Regions from separate parts of the Mus musculus genome. Here region 2 is linked to region 1. A link is a contact called in public promoter capture Hi-C data. All regions are on one chromosome and are shown on one strand. Each heading gives the region's core, a stretch centred on a gene start, on an enhancer-like site or on the middle of the called end of the contact. The rest is flanking DNA. Distances are from core to core; before and after follow the strand shown.

Region 1 (4,972 bases), core at 218-2,717:
AAAAATGTTTTTAAAAGTCGAAATAAAAACCAAGAGTAGCCGGGCACGATGGCACACTCGGGAGGCAGAGGCAGGCAGATTTCTGAATTCAAGGCCAGCCTGGTCTACAGAGTGAGTTCCAGGACAGCCAGGGCTACACAGAGAAACCCTGTCTCAGAAAACCAAAACAAACAAACAAACAAACAAAAAACCCCAAGGGTATAAAAGGATTACCTGGTGTTGGGTGACTGTAGTACCTGCTACTTAGAATCCAGGAGTTTGGAATAGCCTTGGCAACAGAGCAAACTCCATCTCTTAAAAATAAATAAATAAATAAATAAAGGTAAAAAGAGAATGCAGGGGTTAATCCTTCACACAGAATCCCAGGGCCACCCTGGGTGCCTGGCCCAGTGTGCAAACCTCCAGAGGCCTCCAGGAAGGGCTGGAAGAGGACCCTGGGAGTAAGGAGGACAATGTGATGCCTGTGTCACACTTACTATCCTGTTGTGTCCCCATGCCCATACATGGTCTTGCACAGGTCCCCTCATAGCAGCCGTGCTCACCCTGAGCAGAGCTCAGTCTCCACAGAGCCCAGAGTCATGCACCCTGCCTTCCTGCAGCAGAAGCCTGGAGAGGCATTTCCTGTTAGGGGGCAGCCTCCTCCCGCTCTAAGCCCAGGTTCCCAGGGCCCCTGACTGAGCCAGGGTAAGGAGAGAGCAGGCCTTGGCCTCCTCCCCCCTCCCTAACCCCTAATGCTGGTCCTGCTGGAGCCAAAAAAACTTGGGAGTGAGGTAGGCTGAGCGAAGGGCTCATCAAATACGTGTCTGGTTGAGGTGGTTCTCAAGGAGGTTATCAAGTTGATTCTCACGCAGGGCCCAGGCAGGAATGGGTGGGGCCTCATCGTTGAGACCGTTTAGCAGGCCACATCATCCTAGCTTATCCACCTAAGGGCATACACAGCATGTCAGGAGAGCTGCGTGTGTGAGGCTGGGGTTTGGCGGCCTTAGATAGGGTGTCAGAGAAGATGCTCTTGCCAGGCTTGGAAGGAGTCGTTCACATATGTGTGATGAGAAAGGGCTGGCCCGATCAAGTCGTTGAGCTCAGAATGCAGCCAGTATACTGATACTGGTGAATCCAGATCCCGGCTTTCGGGAGTCTCTCTGGAAGACAGCTTCACCCCAGCTGCCTTAGCTGCAAACAACGCTGAAGTTTCAGAGGGTTGACTGGGGATGCTTCTCAGACAGACAGGTTCCCTTTTCCCTGACTCTCAGCTCTGTAACGCCTGAGGTAGCCCGTTAGTTGTACCTCCCCCCTCCTCTGCCCTTCGCCTCTCACCCCAGAACCCCCCCCACCCCACTGCTTCCTGCTCCAGCAGCCCCCGGGGAGCTAGCAGGGGAGCTGGCAGCGGCCCCAGCCCACTCCTTACAAGGCGTGAGTCCGCCGGGCCCGCCCCCGGCCCTCCCGCCAGAGGCCTTGATCCCTCCCCCTGTCAAGAGCAGCGGCAGGCCCGAGCCGGGCCAGTCGGGGGGCGTCGCGATGCTGCTGCGCCTGCTGCTGGCCTGGGTGGCCGCGGTGCCCGCACTGGGCCAGGTCCCCTGGACGCCGGAGCCTCGAGCCGCGTGCGGCCCCAGCAGCTGCTACGCGCTCTTTCCCCGGCGCCGCACATTCCTGGAAGCTTGGCGGGCGTGCCGCGAATTGGGGGGCAACCTGGCCACACCGCGGACCCCAGAGGAGGCCCAGCGTGTGGACAGCCTGGTGGGGGTCGGGCCGGCCAACGGGCTGCTATGGATTGGGTTGCAGCGGCAGGCTAGGCAATGCCAGCCGCAGCGCCCACTGCGGGGCTTCATATGGACCACGGGAGACCAGGACACCGCCTTCACCAACTGGGCCCAGCCGGCTACGGAAGGACCCTGCCCAGCCCAGCGCTGTGCAGCCCTTGAGGCCAGCGGAGAGCATCGCTGGCTCGAAGGCTCGTGCACACTGGCTGTCGATGGCTACCTCTGCCAGTTTGGTTTTGAGGGTGCCTGCCCTGCCTTGCCGCTTGAGGTGGGTCAGGCCGGTCCCGCTGTCTACACCACACCCTTCAACCTGGTTTCCAGCGAGTTCGAATGGCTGCCCTTTGGCTCCGTGGCAGCTGTGCAGTGCCAAGCTGGCAGGGGAGCTTCTCTGCTGTGCGTGAAACAGCCTTCAGGTGGCGTGGGCTGGTCCCAGACTGGCCCGCTGTGCCCAGGGACTGGCTGTGGTCCTGACAATGGGGGTTGCGAACATGAGTGTGTGGAAGAGGTGGACGGTGCTGTGTCCTGCCGCTGCAGTGAAGGCTTCCGTCTAGCAGCAGATGGGCACAGTTGTGAAGACCCCTGTGCCCAGGCCCCCTGTGAGCAGCAGTGTGAACCTGGAGGGCCACAAGGCTATAGCTGCCACTGTCGCCTTGGCTTCCGGCCAGCTGAGGATGATCCACACCGCTGCGTGGACACGGATGAGTGCCAGATTGCTGGTGTGTGCCAGCAGATGTGTGTCAACTATGTTGGTGGCTTTGAGTGTTACTGCAGCGAGGGTCACGAGCTTGAGGCAGATGGTATCAGCTGTAGCCCTGCAGGAGCCATGGGTGCCCAGGCTTCCCAGGATCTCAGAGATGAGTTGCTGGATGATGGAGAAGAAGGGGAGGATGAAGAGGAGCCCTGGGAGGACTTTGATGGCACCTGGACAGAGGAACAGGGGATCCTATGGCTGGCACCTACACATCCACCTGACTTTGGCCTGCCCTATAGGCCCAACTTCCCACAGGATGGAGAGCCTCAGAGATTGCACCTGGAGCCTACCTGGCCACCCCCACTTAGTGCCCCCAGGGGCCCCTACCACTCCTCAGTGGTGTCTGCCACACGGCCCATGGTGATCTCTGCCACTCGACCCACACTACCTTCTGCCCACAAGACCTCTGTTATTTCAGCTACACGCCCACCCCTGAGCCCTGTCCACCCACCTGCCATGGCCCCTGCCACACCTCCAGCTGTGTTCTCTGAGCACCAGATCCCCAAAATCAAGGCCAATTATCCAGACCTGCCTTTTGGCCACAAGCCTGGGATAACCTCGGCCACTCACCCAGCACGGTCTCCTCCGTACCAGCCCCCCATTATCTCAACCAACTATCCCCAAGTCTTCCCTCCCCACCAGGCCCCTATGTCTCCAGATACCCACACTATCACTTATTTGCCTCCAGTCCCCCCTCACCTTGATCCTGGGGATACCACTTCTAAAGCCCATCAACACCCTTTGCTCCCAGATGCTCCAGGTATCAGAACCCAGGCCCCCCAGCTTTCTGTCTCAGCTCTCCAGCCCCCTCTTCCTACCAACTCCAGGTCTTCTGTCCATGAAACTCCTGTGCCTGCTGCCAACCAGCCCCCAGCCTTCCCTTCTTCTCCCCTCCCCCCTCAGAGGCCCACTAACCAGACCTCATCTATCAGCCCTACACATTCCTATTCCAGAGCCCCTCTAGTCCCAAGGGAAGGAGTTCCCAGTCCCAAATCAGTGCCACAGCTGCCCTCGGTGCCCTCCACAGCAGCTCCAACAGCCCTGGCAGAGTCAGGTCTTGCAGGCCAAAGCCAAAGGGATGACCGCTGGCTGCTGGTGGCACTCCTGGTGCCAACATGTGTCTTCTTGGTGGTGCTGCTTGCCCTGGGCATTGTGTACTGCACTCGCTGTGGCTCCCACGCACCCAACAAGCGGATCACGGACTGCTATCGCTGGGTCACACATGCTGGGAACAAGAGCTCAACAGAACCCATGCCCCCCAGAGGCAGCCTTACAGGGGTACAGACCTGTAGAACCAGTGTGTGATGGGGTGCAGATGCCCCTTTGTGGGATAGAAGAAAAGGACTTGCTTTGGACACATGGCTGAGACCACACCAAGGACTTATGGGGGCTGCCCAGCTGACAGAGGAGGTTCTGTTCTTTGAGCCCAGCATCCATGGCAAAGGACACACCAGGACTCCAGGACCTCAAGGGGTGGGTGCTGGGATCTTCTCCAATAAATGGGGTGCCAACCTCACCCAAAGTTCATCATCCCCACTGATGCCTGAGGGAAGGGTCTGGGAGGCCTCAGGGGGAAAGGGACCTTCCATTTATCTAGGTGAGATAAGACCCCTTTCAGAAAAGATATGCTTCGTAATTTTCAGTGAAATGAGACAGGAGAGGGCAGGGCCTTACTTACCCTCTGTTACACAGCAGGCTGAGTGGCCTGGAGGTTTGATAAGGGAGAAAGTCCATACTTGTCCCCCACTTTATTAAAATGCAACAAAAATCTGGGGGAAGGTCTTGAGGTGAGGGTCTCTGATGAACTGGAGTCCAGCTGGAGTTTGGGAATCTCAGGTAGGATGGGGCTGGAGATTAGGGGAGAGAGGAGTCTCCAGCGGTCTGCTCTTCTGAACTTTCTTCTGAACGTTCTTTCTCATGGTCATAGGTTGCCCAGAGGTCTAGGCAGGGAATCGCCAAGGATGCAGCCACCCTAGGGTTGTAGGTCTATCGCCTTCATAGAAGATAATAGGGGGAAGAGGTAAGAATAGGTTGAGGAAAGCCCAGTTCTAGCTTCCTGGGTCCACTTAGAAACAAGGCCTTCCCACTAGGGAACACATTCTACTCTTTACCCTGTTGGGGTGAAAGTGGCACCGCTAGAAAAAAATCCCGGCAGACCCTAGCAGCACGAGGCTATTCAGGTTTGGGGTCCTGGTCAGAGATCACGAGTGTGAGATAACCTCCCCCCCTTATCCTCGCTGACTGTCTTGGGGGGAAGGGACGGGACCTGGAAGAGGGAGACGCCGGTTCCACCACCTCTATAATTTTTCAGCTTAGCCCTCGTGGGGCTTCTAATTAGGACTGGGCAAAGCCGCACACCCCACACCCCCCGCCCCCAGGCAGGTGAGGAGGGTGGCCCAGCGCCCTTTCTCTTCTTGAAGCCCCTATGCCACATTCTCGCCCAAGGATTGTATCCCAGGAGACT
Region 2 (5,448 bases), core at 1,117-3,616, 160 kb before region 1:
AATGTTCTTCTCTATTATGAGGCTAAGATATATTTACTTTATATTTACATTGAAATGTTTTTTTTACTAAGGAAAATGTCCAATTATAAAGAACAGTAGAGAGAAAAGTATTATGGAATTCCACCGTAACATTAGCAGCCTCTATGGTCACCAGCCTCGTGATGATCTATGACCTCACTTCCCTGAGCTCTGTTTCCCTCCACACTCTAAATTACATATATGTATATGTGTGTGGGGACATCCATGCCGCAGCACGTGTGTGGAGACCAGAGGGCAACTTCCGGGAGTTGGTTCTTTCCTGCTATCCTGTTCATCCACGGGACTGCATTCAGGTCATCAAGCAAGCATCTTTACCTAATGATACTCCAGTGCCTATTCCCAGTCAAGATAGTTTCCCTTACACCAAAGAATCATATTCACCTCGGCAGCACATATACTAAATCGTGAATGATATAGAGAAGATTATTAACATGGTCTCTACTCAAAGATGACACACAGGAACTGGGCAAGCCTTTAATTCCAGCACATGGGAGGCAGAGGCAGGGAGAATTTCTGTGAGTTGGAGGCCATCCTGGGGCCTGGACTATGTATTGAGTTTCAGAACAGCCAAGACTACTACAGAGAAAAACTTTGACTAAAAAAAAAAAAAAAGAAAAGAAAAGGTTTGTGAATCATTTCCTATTTAAAGCCTATTATTTTGTATTATAAACTGAAAAGTTAAGCAATAATGATTAGACATAAAGAACTGGGACCTGCAGTGGGTAAAGGTGCGCACCACCATGTCTGATGACCTAACCTCAGTTGCTGGGACCTACATGACAGGAGAGAACCGACTCTCAAAGGTTGTCACCGGACCTCCACACTGCATGCATCCTTCCAACACTAGATAAATTCATTTTGATGCTGTGTTTTGGGATGCAGATTGCTCTGTTTGTTAGTTCGCTTTTGTTTTTTTGTTTTTGATGCAGTTTCACTAAGCAGACCTGGCTGGCCTTGGACTTCACAGGTCACCCTCAAACTCATGGATCGCCCTGTTTCTATTGCCCAAGTGCTGTGATTAGAGGCAGGCACTACCACTCCTGGCCCTCAAATTATTTTTTAGAAAATCATATGTCAGCAGGGCAGTGGTGAGGCATGCCTTTAATCCCAGCACTTGGGAAGCAGAGGTAGGCAGATTTCTGAGTTTGAGGCCAGCCTGGTCTACAGAGTGAGTTCCAGGATAGCCAGGGCTACACAGAGAAACCCTGTCTTGAAAAACAAACAAACAAAGACAAAAAAAAGAGAGAGAGAGAGAGAAAATCGTATGTCTTGGTACTATAAATCCACAACATCTTGCTGTTTAACCTCTGCAGATCATGTTATAAAATTAATGTTCACTTTCCAAATTACTAAGAAATTCTGGGGTTAGAGAGATGGCTCAGCAGTGAAGATCACTGGCTGTCCTTCCAGAGGATCCTGGTTCAAACTCCAGCACCTACACGGCAGCTCTCAACTGTCTGTAAATCCTGTTGCAAGGGATCTGAAACCTTACACAAGCACACACACAAGCAAAGCACCAACGCACACAAAATAAAAATACATCGTTAAAAGAAAGAAGTTGCAACGAAGTGTGCCTTTTTAGTACTGATGAGTTCCAGAGTATGTTGAGCCTCTTTGCAAATCTCACTTCTGAGTGTCACACACACACACACACACACACACCACTCAACTTTCTGATTGCCTACCTTGTACTCCCCATCGCCATGCAAATCTGCCAGTGCTAGAAAACACAAAAGGGTCGAAAAGGAGTCTCAGAATCTCAAAGATTTCTCCATGAAACCGTTCCCTGTTCCTCCCATCCTCCTAGAATCTGGGTGTCCCTAGATATGTCTAGAGACTCACACAGGCAGGAGGAGAAGGTGTGGATGTTGGCCATGGGGTCGTAGTGTGCGTCCAGCCATTTAGAATTGGCTTCGTTGCTGAGAGGGAAAAAAGATAGTTGGAAAGTGAGCCCCATGACGAAATAAATAAATAAATAAATAAATAAATAAATAAATAAAATCTCTAAGCGAGATGACGCCTGAAACAGAGCACGAACATCGAAAGGATAATACCAAGTCTAGATCTGAGCTCAATTGGCGCCCGGAGTGACCAGCCAATCACATACAGATACTTCTTGGCCATCAGCTTTCTTCTGATTTCTAAAGGGCCCTCCCAGAACTTCCACCGCTGCTCGAAAGCAAGAGCCCAGAACCCGCTACCAAGCACCATCTATTCATCTGAGGGAAAGGAAGCGGTGAGGATCCGGGACTTAACCTCTCAGCTCGCCCGCTGTCAGAATCCGATGAAGACGCCGCAGCCATTTTCCCAGGCGTCGCCTTGGCAACCAGCTCAGCCATCGCGCAACACCCAATAGAATCCGGGCATCCGAAAGCACAGGAACAAAGGTTCCGGGGTAAAATTGTCCCGGCTGGGACCAAATAAGCACTGGTTTCCTTGTCCTATGCAATGTTGACTTATGGTTTCTGCATTAAAGACAGGGGCCTGGGCTTTGAGGCCTGGGGAGGAGCGCTTTTTAGGGATTAAGACTAGACTGAGAAACAAATTAATGGGTGAGGATCTCATGTTAGTGTGTTACGGTTCTTTGGCTCCGGAAACATTTGAAAGTACAAGAGTGCTTGCTGCTCTTGCAGAGGACCCTGGACTGCTCAGCACCCACATGGCAGCTCACAATTCTGTAACCGTAGTTCCAGGGCATCTGATGGGGTCTTCTGGTCTCTGCTACCACCACCACACCCATGAAGAAAATGCACACGAACACACAAATCTTAAGAAATATGTCACAAAGAAGAGCTCCGGAACACGTTGTGAGTTTGTGCATTCCTTTGGAAATGATATTCAAAATCTTATTGTGGATTGGAAGCCTAAAGTGATGTAGTGTGCCCTCCCCTGGCTTTGAACTGGAAGAGAAAGAAACATACACTGCAGAGATGGTGGTCGTCATATTTATTTTTCTGGCTATAAAAGTAATACACGAAGAGCGCTGGATTTGGTGAGAATGCTTTGAGCCCTGGCTCTGTCACATGCCACCTGCCGGGTCTAGAACAGTCACTTCTCAGAATTGCCACCTTCCCATGTGGAAAACCGGACTAGGCACCCTGTTGAGCTCCGGCCATAGATGGCAGTGCAGATCCAGAAACTGAGGACATACGGTAAACTGCAAAGTGCTGACAAATGGAAGGGGTTCGCATCACCACCCTCAGCTGAGGTAGCACCAAAGTCCAAGCTCCTGCCCCTCCCTCCCCTGACTCCTAATCACACACAACTCAGAGCTACTGACAGCCCTGGTTTGACAAAGAGGGGAGAGACCACACAGATCTTCTCAAGCCTGGCCAGGTGGGGCCTCCTGGGCCTGGTTCCTCCAGAATCGGGCATCTGCTGCAGCCAGCTGGATAAGAACCTCCTCCAACTCGGGCCCATCCTCGGGAAACCGCTCACAGAAGGAGCGGATGAGACCAGCGGCTGAGGCCTCATACTCCACAAGTTGTACTTCTGAGCCTGGGGGATGGAGAGAAAACAGCAGCACAGAAAGATGTAGTTAGGGGCGGCGAGTTCTGAGCGAGCTCCGGCACAAACTGTCAATGTTCAGGATAGTTATCTAATTACCTACATCAGAATAACCCTGCCAGGAAGGCAGAATTACATGGGGGGAGACTTAGACTTAAATGAATTGCCACTTGACCTCATCCTTCCCTCAAGTCAAGATTTAAATCATGTCTGGCATGGTAGCACACACCATAATCCCAGCACTCAAGGAACTGGGGGAAAAGGATTATTAATTTTAAGGCTAGCCTAGGAAATCCTGGTCTCAACAAAGCCAACATAACCCCAACAATCACTAATAAAAATGACTGATAAAAGCACTCTGTCAGGGCTGGAGTGATAGCTCAGGGGGTTAGAGTACGAGTGGCTCTTGTTGAGGACTCTGGCTGCTCTTAGCCTGGCCTCCCGCACCCACACTGTGGCTCACAATCATCTGTAATTCCAGCCCCAGGGGATCCAATGCCCTCTTGTGGCTTCCAAGGGCACTGCATGCACATGGTACATACATACATGCAGGTAAAACACACATCAAATAAATAAATCCGAAATCAAATTTCAAGTGCTATGTTAGATCAAACAAGATAGTCAAGTTAGATCAAACTGCTTCATATGTCTAGATCGTGGGCAAGTTTCCCAGTTGCTCTCAGCCTCAGTGCCTTGTGGGTAAAGTGGGGCATGAGCACAGAACCTCTCCTCTTGTGCGACGGGGACTGCGTGGGACAGAGCGTCAGTGGGGTGCTCAGTAGCCGCTCTGCACATCTGTGCATCTGACCTGTTAAATGAGCCTGTCTCGAGGCCCCTGGATCACCCCTCAGCTGCTCAACCTTTGCACTCTGTGAAGCCTGTGGCACTGAGGGGTACACAGTGGCTAACATGGCCTAAATTAAGTCCTGGCTCTGTGAAGACCACTTGTGTGTATTTTAGTTCCCAGATGAAACTGATGAGGGGTATTGTAACCAGTCTTCACCAGGCCTGGGGACTTCATTCTTGAAAAGTTCCTTTCTTTTCTTTTCTCTTCTTTTCTTTCCCTTTTTCCTTTCCTTTCCTTTTCTTTTTCCCCCCAGTACTGGGGATAGAACCTGCACCTTATTTGGCAGTGCAAAGCAGGCTACCAGTGAGCCACAGCCCGGCCTATTGTGAGAACACTTCACCCAGTACCCTAGGGCCTGCAAGCCCTCTGCCACCACCATTACCACCACTACCAACTACCAAAGCGCTGGGGGTGGAACCCAGGGCCTCTTAAATATTGGGCAAATGTTCTACCATGGACCACACCCCAGCTCGCCAGTACCTTTGAAAACTCCAACCTGTTCCTCAGGTCTGGTCCCTTCCACCACTTCCCCCCAAGACCTCCTGGACACTCTGAAGCTACAGGTGTGATTTTTATCCAAGTGTTCAGAGCACGGTTTGTCCTTTAAACATGTGTGATTGATATCTCTGTTGAGTTTTTATCCCTAATGGGCTCTGAATTAGACAATGACCTCAGCTCCGTGCACTGCCCCATCCCTCAGTGGCCTCCCTGAACTCCATGTTGCCAAAGCACCAAGAAAGTGAAGCTGAGAGATAAGAGACTGAAGGGATTATTTCGTGTTGAGGGGCTGGAGACAGAATGTCTCAGGAAGGTGCCATTTAACGGGGACCTGACCAACCAGAAGAATCAGACAGACACAGATTTGAGGGACACTGTGCCAAGCAGAGGGTACAGCGTGTACAAAGGCTATCGAGTAGAGTGGCCTTGGTGCATTGGAGAGCTAGGGCACACAAGGTACTGGCACCATGCAGGCAGGGTCAGGGATTCTGAAAATGGAAGTGTTACTTGAGAAGGGGGAACGATCCAGGACATCTCCATCTTGAACGTTGCTGATT

Evidence for each region. Promoter capture Hi-C pulls out the DNA fragments that hold promoters and counts their contacts.
Region 2: a contact with region 1 is called in a promoter capture Hi-C map of stem cell-derived epiblast-like cells, with 5 times the contacts expected there. The contact joins the promoter of Bbs1 here to the promoter of Cd248 in region 1. A contact is called at or near these places in 1 of 39 promoter capture datasets (stem cell-derived epiblast-like cells), 2 of 115 datasets of contacts at active chromatin or transcription factors (embryonic stem cells and pancreatic cancer cells) and 3 of 9 other capture datasets (adipose tissue, liver and pancreatic islet).

Annotation. Positions count from the first base shown.
Region 1 is chr19:5,066,611-5,071,582 of GRCm38.p6, forward strand. It overlaps Cd248 (CD248 antigen, endosialin), which reads left to right and starts at 1,468. Exons shown (of 1, transcript NM_054042.2): 1 at 1,468-4,030. The coding sequence starts at 1,516. The coding sequence ends at 3,813.
Region 2 is chr19:4,904,261-4,909,708 of GRCm38.p6, forward strand. Bbs1 (Bardet-Biedl syndrome 1 (human)) reads right to left here and starts at 2,367. Exons shown (of 17, transcript NM_001033128.3): 1 at 2,296-2,367; 2 at 1,882-1,958; 3 at 1,725-1,759. The coding sequence starts at 2,342. It overlaps Dpp3 (dipeptidylpeptidase 3), which reads right to left. Exons shown (of 18, transcript NM_133803.2): 18 at 2,969-3,537. The coding sequence ends at 3,362.